Linked DNA regions of Sus scrofa: region 1 is linked to region 2. Evidence: chromatin contacts called from public HiChIP or PLAC-seq data. All regions are on one chromosome and are shown on one strand. The core of a region is the stretch at or near the end of the contact, and the rest is flanking DNA. Distances in the headings are between cores, read along the strand shown. Region 1 holds the start of NIPBL (nipped-B-like protein). Region 2 holds the start of SLC1A3 (solute carrier family 1 member 3).

The links. HiChIP or PLAC-seq counts read pairs in DNA pulled down with a chosen protein or histone mark.
Region 1: an H3K27ac HiChIP or PLAC-seq map of alveolar macrophages shows a contact between it and region 2. The contact joins the promoter of NIPBL here to the promoter of SLC1A3 in region 2. A contact is called at or near these places in 2 of 2 datasets of contacts at active chromatin or transcription factors (alveolar macrophages and skeletal muscle).

What each region holds. Positions count from the first base shown.
Region 1 is chr16:22,150,882-22,155,102 of Sscrofa11.1, forward strand. It overlaps NIPBL (nipped-B-like protein), which reads left to right and starts at 1,588. Exons shown (of 47, transcript XM_021076592.1): 1 at 1,588-2,013.
Region 2 is chr16:21,871,254-21,875,510 of Sscrofa11.1, forward strand. It overlaps SLC1A3 (solute carrier family 1 member 3), which reads left to right and starts at 2,438. Exons shown (of 8, transcript NM_001289946.1): 1 at 2,438-2,564; 2 at 4,178-4,257.

The DNA of each region.
Region 1 (4,221 bases), core at 338-2,837, 280 kb after region 2:
ATGGGAAGTTAGTGTGTGTGGCGGGGGGGGGCCGCCAAGGCCCTTATAATTGTCATTCATTAACCAAATATTAAGCATCTACTGTGTGTGTAACATTATTTTCTCCCTAAAACATCAGTGGAGAAAAACAAAACCTCATGCCCTCCTGGAGTTTACTTACATCATTCTCCTAGGAGCTTCCTCCCCCCTTCCCCTCCCCACCGCGCGCACGGCCTTGGGGCTGCGGTCAAAGCTTTGGCTTTTACTCTCAGCTAGATGCCGAGCAATTGCAGGGCCTAGAGTAAAAGAGCGACAAGATCCGATTTAATCCTTTGAGAGATTTTTGAGGCAGAAGGAATAACCTGTAGGCAAATTTTCCTATTTACTTTTGGCGTAATGGTACACATACAAATACATAAACAATATAATTTACGTACGACTCAACGAAATGCAGAAAAGTATACCACAAATTCCGTCCTATTTGAGTAAAATTCTCTTACCTATGCACTTTTTACCTGAAGAATAGCCCCCTTGTAATTTACATTAGTAAACGTTAATAGTGAACTGCGGAACGATAAAGTTAATTCATGTGTTTCAGTAAGAGACACAAAGGGCGCGGTACACATAATCGCATCTGTTCTCCAGCCTTGGCCAGTGGTACCTCACTGTTTGAAACGCAAAGAGGAAAACGGTGTCTGAAATCGGCTGGCCCCAGGCCCACCCGCGGCCCGCATTCCGCCGGCTCTCGTCGCGCGCTCGGCTCCACCCACACCTAGTGGGGGGCGCGGACTCGCGCGCTCCGGGCCCGCTGAGCCGGCTCCTGGCTCGAACAGCGTCGCCTACAGGCCTTTATCCCGACTGTTAGGCAAGAGCCCAAACCGCCGCCAACAAAAAGCAAGACCAGAAAAGACCACATATTTCCAGAAATAAATGCATCATAAACGCGACTCCAATTCAATCCAGCTGAGAATCTTCTTCTCCTCCAAGGGGTGCGTTCTTACTCCGCAGAAATAATGCAGAGACGGGCGTAAAGTTCGGCCTCTCAGAAGGAGAGAAGGGCGTACATTACGATACATCCATCCACCCGGCTGCAGGGAAACCATTTAAAAAATGCACGGTAGCCGTCGGATTGCGGGCGTCCTCTATGGGGCCGCCCCGAGCTCGGCTCCCGAGAGCTAATGACGAGCAGCTGCAACGGCGTGAGCGGCCTACGAGCCGGTCCGGACCTGAGCGCCCCCCACGCACACGACCACCACCGAACTCGGGGCCCGCTCCGGTCGGCCTCCAGGAAAATAAAGAACAGGAAGACCCGGCCCGTCCGTGCCGCAGCGAAAACGCCGCTACGTAGGATCGACAATAAAAGGCAACATCCACAGCCGCCCTGAGGAGGAGAAAGGCGCAGAAGAGAACCACCGCCTGCTCTCTGCCGGCTGCCGGCCGCCGCCGGGCCGGGGTGCGGTGCGGAGAGGCGCGGGCCGTGCAGTCCGGCGCGGCCGAGGACGCGAGCTGAAGTGGTGGCGGCGGCGCGGCGGTGGCGGAAGTGGAGTGGGGAAGAGGGGGTGGTTGTTAGTGTTTGGCGCCGGCGGAGGGAGTCATTCCTGCAGCTGCACTTCCGGTCGGCATTTTGTTCTGCGAGGGAGAGACGGAACGAGAGAGAGAGACACACACAGGGCTCCTTTCCCCCCCGCCCTCCCCCCCTCCCTCCGTCGGTACCGACTCACCCGACACCACCAAGCCGCAGGGAGGGACGCCCCCGCCGACAGGAGGATTGGTTCCCGGGCCGGCGGCGATGCCCCCCCGGTAGCTCGGGCCCCTGGTCGGGTGTTTGCGAGTGTTTCTATGTGGGAGAAGGAGGAGGAGGAGGAAGAAGAAGCAGCGATTTGTCTTCTCGGCTGGTCTCCCCCCGGCTCTACATGTTCCCCGCACTGAGGAGACGGAAGAGGAGCCGTAGCCACCCCCCCTCCCGGCCCGGATTATAGTCTCTCGCCACAGCGGCCTCGGCCTCCCCTTGGATTCAGACGCCGATTCGCCCAGGTAAATTCCTGCTCTTTATTTCGGCGGCGGCGGCGGCGGCGCCAGGTCCTCAGCGTCTCTCCTCCTCGCTCCCCTCCCGGCCGTTTCCTTAGCGGCCCCAGGTCTCCTCCACGGGCGAGTCTAGAGTTCGCTCCTCTCTGGTGGCAGCCGCCCTGGGTGGCGGTGGTTTTGTACCCTCTCCCGGCCGGCTCCGGTGGCGGGGACTGGGCTCCTGCCGGGCGGCCGGGGAGGCGTAGGCCCGGCGGAGAGTGCAGGCCGCGGGCCAGCGGAATCTACTTGAGCTCGGGGATTAGGAGAGCTCCGGGCTGAGCGGAGCTACTGCTGGTCGGTGACAGGCCTCGCCCGGGAGAAGAGCCGTAGCTAGTGAGGAGGCGGAAACAATACAACTAACAGCAAATGTGCCCTGATCGTCCCCATATTTACAACTTTCCTGGTCCGGGAGTGGGGAACGTCCCAGTGAAACAAACAACCCCCCTTCTTCCCCCTGTGACCCCATGAAGGGAGGAAGTAGTTTCAGTTAGTGAGACAAATGTAAATACTCAGACACGGATCCAGTGGTAATTCTTTTCCTGTGTAAAACTTGTTTGGACGTTGGAAAGTTAATAAAGACTCATTTTCTTTTTAAAAAGAATTAAATCGTCCACATGAATATTTAATACAGAAAACCATAGTGTGGTAGACACTACATATGACCTCCCCAACCACGCAGAGAGCTTTTATGTTGTTGTTTGACAGTGTGTTGCACATGGACTTTTTATTCAAAGACAAGTATAAAGTACTTGACAGGTTTATCCTGCCACTTTATATTTGTGTGCGTTATATAAGGACAGTTTTAAACGACTTTGCATGAAACACTCAGGTACTTCCTGATCTAAACGTGTAGAAGCTTAGAAAGAATTTTCAATGTTCTGAGAATGGTAGTGACATACAGGTACAACCAATTTTCTTAAAAGGGTAGAAAATAAGTTATGCTTAAAATCCCTGGGAGGTTAAAAAAAAAAATGTACAAGGTGCCATCCTTTCATGTCAGGGCAGATCTTCTTGAGGTCCCAGGATTGCCATTGGCTGTTTGTGCCCATGATGTTTGACTGTGTAATGAGAGAGGTGTCATTTTAATAGGTCAAATGTATCTGTAATGCTGGAGAAAAATACCAGTTCTATCTTAACAAATTCTAGTTCACAAGTAAGTTAAGTGTATAGAGCTTATTTATGGTGGCGTTAGTAGTGTAGGTTGGTATAAGGGAAAAACCAATTTAAAAGTCCTCAGCCATACAAATTGCATAGAAAAATAAATGGACCTGGGTTGGGCTATTTTGATACTTTGTCTCATATTCACTGAAGGAAAACTTTCATTGGTTAAAATGAAGCAACACTGATCAACAACGTCCCTTGTTTTATTAGTGGGTGTTACATATTTTGTGTCTCATTAGATATTATTGCCATTGTAGAATAAGGAAGTTTTCTGAAGATTACTTTTGAGTTTAGCCCTCTGCTTAAAATAAATTGTTGCACATTTCCTGCAAACGTATGAATAAAGTTAAGAAGAGTGAAGTTAATATAGCTGTCACGTACTAGGCATGTTTTTAATGCTATAAATCCGTGTAGTAGTCAGTAGCGTGTCCGTGATTTGTATTGGTCAGGGAGCAGTTTGAATTTTAAAAAGCCTGAAGCTCCTGCTGAGCCCCAATCCCGGCCTCCCTCCCTCCCACTAATCTCCCATTCCTGTCTTTGTGCTGCCTGCTCCTGTTAGACACTGTTTGCTACAGGGCCTCAGGCCTACACTGGGTGGGGGGCACGCGAATGGGGGCTGGGGGGGTGGGGGGGTGTAGAATACCGAAGGGAGGGACTGTTCACTTCTTAAGCGGAGGGTTTGGGGGTGGGGGTGGGGTAAGGGCTTCAATATAAATGTTTAAAAGGCCCTTATATGATCCTGTGATTGTCTTTACAACTTTTATTTAAATATCATAGACTATGTCAAGGGATGAACATACTTCTACTAAAGGTAATGGAAAGAGTTCTGCTTGCTTAGTTTTCATCGACAGGAGCAACTTATCTTTAGCATTTTATAGTTAAGGAGCTTTCTTACACAGATGTTTGAATCAGTATGTTAGATATCTATTTATGTAATTGATTTTTTTTTATTGTGACTTTGGAATTAAAGTGAATTAGTTCTTATCAGATCTTATTTCCTTAATTCTACATATTTAG
Region 2 (4,257 bases), core at 1,188-3,687:
ATTCTTGGTAAATTTTTCAAAAGCAACAACATTTGCAGCATTTTTTTTTTAATCTCAGGAATATCACTATTAATATGATTTCCTGGCTCTGTGTCTCCTACCCAGAGTAGCTTTCAATGTAATGCAGCATATAGAGGTTTGTTCATAACTTCTTGCCATTTCACTTATTAAGTATTTCTATGAAGGAAAAGATGTTTTAATGCTCAAGGGTCTTATTAAAAAAAAAAAAAAAAAAAAAAGAGGAAAAGGAAGAAATATGTGCTGAGTAAACCCAGGTTGTCCCAAGGGCATAACTGCAGAGAAAGTGGTACTTAAAAGTCACTCCCAATGTTTCCTTCAAACTAAAAGTCTGAACCAAGACTCTTGGCATCTCATTTTCTCATTAGGTTTTTATTACAGCCAACAAAACTTTCAGTGGCGAATGACTTCCCTTCTCCAGGGTTCACCAGGCTCCCATAATGTCTGTGCAAACGGAAATAATGAAATGGTTTTTCACCAAGATTTGGGGATTAGAAAAAAAGAAAAAAGGAAGGGGCGCTAGGGCCTTCTCATCTTAAGAGATGCTAACCAAAGTGTGGTTTTTCTAGTCCTTCTTCTTGTCTCTAAAAAAAAAACAGAATTAGGAAACGGAAATTCCACTTGGCTTGAAACCCCCTTTAAAATCATGTAAAGATTTCACTTTTAAGTTCTCTTAAAACACAAGTCACTTCCACAAGAAATGTGGACAAATTAGTCTTAAACCCATGGCTCAGAGAGGACTTAGTGTAGTAAATAAATGCTTTAAAATGTAGTCATGGTGTTGAGAAATGACATCTGCTCCATGTACCTAGGCCAGAAGCGCCAACACAAAAATAAGCGATTTTGTTTTAACACAGAAGTTTGCAAAGTGTTTTGTTGAGTACCCTTACAGTCTGCCATTCATTTATAGGTGTTATGTAATGTTTATTATGTATCAGGTATAAGATTCCCTTCTTGCCCTCAAAGAACTTACAATTTAGCTGCGAGGTCAAAATTTAACACAAAAAAAGACAGGCGCAGTAGGAGACAGTGTAATTAAGTGTTAAACAACGTGATACAGATGCTAAGTGATCTAGGAGAGCAGAGGAAGAGGAAGATTGCTGAGTTTGGGGACCGTCAAGAGTATACATTTTCAGTAATCTCTTAAAATGGTGCAATTTTAAAAGTTGTTACAATCCCTGCTAATTTATAACTTTAGCATTTACATGATTCACCCAGTTGCTTTCCAACCAGTAGCTGTTCCAAAGAATATATACATGCAAGAGTTGAAGCTTGGCAGGAGACATATCTTTAGAATCTCCCAGGATTTGCTAATGAAGGGAAAAGACATACTTTCTTGTTGGAAAACAGACCCAAGAATTAAGCAGATTTGGCATGGAGAATATGAGATTTACTAAACAGGAATATAGAACTCTGGTTGTAATTTTCGGTATGGGTTTTTGTTTCTATTAAACATTTTTCTTCATGCTAAATAAATTCTAAGTTTTGGAGTTGAGTCAGGCTCAACAGTTTTTGTTTTGTTTTTCATTTAAAAAAATCTATTTTCACAATCTACTTTCCTTCTTAAAAGAGGTGGACTAGAGTGCAAGTTATATTCTCAAGGCAAAGAGAATTTTCTAATTCCTAAAAATGACAGGGCAGGGGGAGGAGTATGAGGGACCTTTAACCTTTAAAACGGAGGCATCTTTCGGCACAGTAACTTATCTTTTCAAATGACGAAACTTCAAGCGTGCATTTACACTCTTGGTCTTAAAATGTTTTTTACTTTAGTAGTTTAGCAAAGATCCTGGTCTCTTTATGTTTCTTATTTTTTAAAATCTTTGCAACGCAGACAGTTTGAGCTAAATTAGGCTTGTTATAATAGAGTTTAAACTGCTAAAATAGAGGCATGTCTCATCTTGTGTTTTGAGTAAGTTTAGGCAAGTTTAGAGAATTGTAGCTAAGTATTATTTTTCTCCATTCTTGATTGCGTTCCGGGTCTTCCCAAGTAATGTCAGTTATTTCCCCAATTCTAAAAAGAGGGACTCTTTCATAACAGTTGTACAACCAGGCAAAAGAGCACACACTCGTGTTTCCTTAAGGGGAGGAAAGCTGCAATAATGTGAGATAATTAAATTTAGCCCTAGAAAAATCTTTGAAACGTTCTAATCAAGACTTCAAGCTTTCTGGAGTGTGTGTGCGCGCTTTATTCTCCCATTCTTCCTGGTCTTGGTTTTGCATTTCTAATGAAAGTGAACTGACAAAGCGGGAAAGTGGTCTAAGAAGCAAAACAAAGCCAGCAAGCATGCTTCTGGTGCGCCAAGATTAATCAATATTCCAGAAACCTCGGGTTTCCCCCCTCCTGCTCCGTGGTGTTTTCATTTTTCCCCACTCCCCCTTTCCCGGGCACAGACTCCGCCCCTTTTCTTAAGTTGCCCTCATAGTAATTTGCAGTTTCAGAGCACATGCACGCCTTGCTCGCTGCGTTTTGTTGCTCCGCTGTACCTGCTGGGAATTCACCTTGTCATTGCCTGGGGTATCTTCCACCCGCCACAAAATCAGAAAAGGTAGGTCTGACGTCCTGTATTCCTGCTCAGCTTAATTTCTCACTCTTTTTCTCTGCCCGTGTATTTCGTTTCCCAAGCCGAGAAGTAGCGAGAGTAAAAGCTAGCCATTTTGGTAGATAAAGTTCACGTTAGTAATTTAATGCAATGAGCGTGTGGTGTCTATTTACGCCGTGTCCTCTCTTAATTTGGAGTTGAGTCATTCAGGGTGGATTGGGGGCAGCCTGTGGTTCGAGCTCTAGACAAGAGCCAGGGCTGAACTGGTCTGTTTAAAAGTGACTGGTGAAGGGAATCAGAGAGTCGTAGGGGAAACAAAATCTGGTCTCGCGTCTCCTCTTCTTCACGTCTCCCCAAACTTCTAATCTGCTGTGAAGTCTTAAGCAAGTTGGGGGTCTTATTGTCACTGCCCCCCAACCTGCAATTTTATTTATAAGTCAAAACTGTTAAAGCAAGTCCTTTTTTCCGCACTTGGGTTTGCCGAAGGCTTCCAAGGAAGCTCTTGCTTTCTAGTTACCTCCCCCACGGACGCACACGCTGGCTGTTCGCGTTGCCAGATACACACGTCCACAGGCACCACTGACTTTTCCTTGGATTTATCTATCATGGGAAAGATTATGGATTAGAAATCTTGTAAAACAGCAGGAGGAATCCCTTGATCTTTCCCAACAGCTGATTTCTACCTAGGAGAGATTTACTTAGATATATTCGAATAACCTCGGAGCACTTTAAAGAAACTAGAAACCATATGCTGCAAAGTTTGGAATGAAAATGAGATTCATCTCCTCATCTGTTTTAGAAATTCTAAATTTTCACATCCTGGGAAGTCAGTGATAGTTTCCTCAGACGACACCAGCATGTGTGCCACAAGACAAATGCCACTTTGTACTTCTAGTTGTGACAAAAATGAAAAGGGATTATGATTTCTGATAGCTTATAAATATGCCCAGTGGTAGTTTGCTTATTTCATGAAAAACATTTCATAGTTACCATGTGAAAGAGTCAAATGTCTTTTGCAGCTCCCATGGGTATCTGTGTTCTTTTTCATAAGCACAGCTACTAGTTGATATTATCATGGGTTTTTTTTTCCCTTCATGAAGAAAATACTTTATTTTACATAACAGAAACCGCTGACTGTGAAATCTCAATATCTGAGTTCATTTTATTGACCTGGATATGACTTCACCATGTATACATCATAAGCCATTAAGTAGCTATTGAGCGTTTCCTGGGCATTCGGTTGGACATTAATTGAGGGTGAATGTTGTGCAAAGCTCCCTGCTAGGTTCTAGGGGATCAGGTGGGGGTTGGGGGTGCTCAGTCAGTTCACCCCCAGCCCTGGTGAACTCTTTTATACCTTCACTGGAGAGAGAAGGGCAAGTTTTTAGAAACATAACCTAAGTTTCTGCTCCTATATTCTGGATTTGTGCACATGTCTCACACGTGGTCCAGAAAATATGCACATTCTACCCTTGAGTCACTGGCATCGCTGCTCTCCAGCCCTTGATTCCTACTGGGATTGTGCAGTTTGCCAACAGCTTCCCCTGGTGCTGGGCAGCACTGATTTCTCACCCCTGGAGGTTTTTTAACCCTTGTCTCTCTCTCTCTCTCCTGTTCAGTTGTGTTCTTTAACACCAAAGAGGACTGGCTTTCTGGGGCTGATTCTGTGACATTGGAATTCAAAGAAGAGACGCTCCAG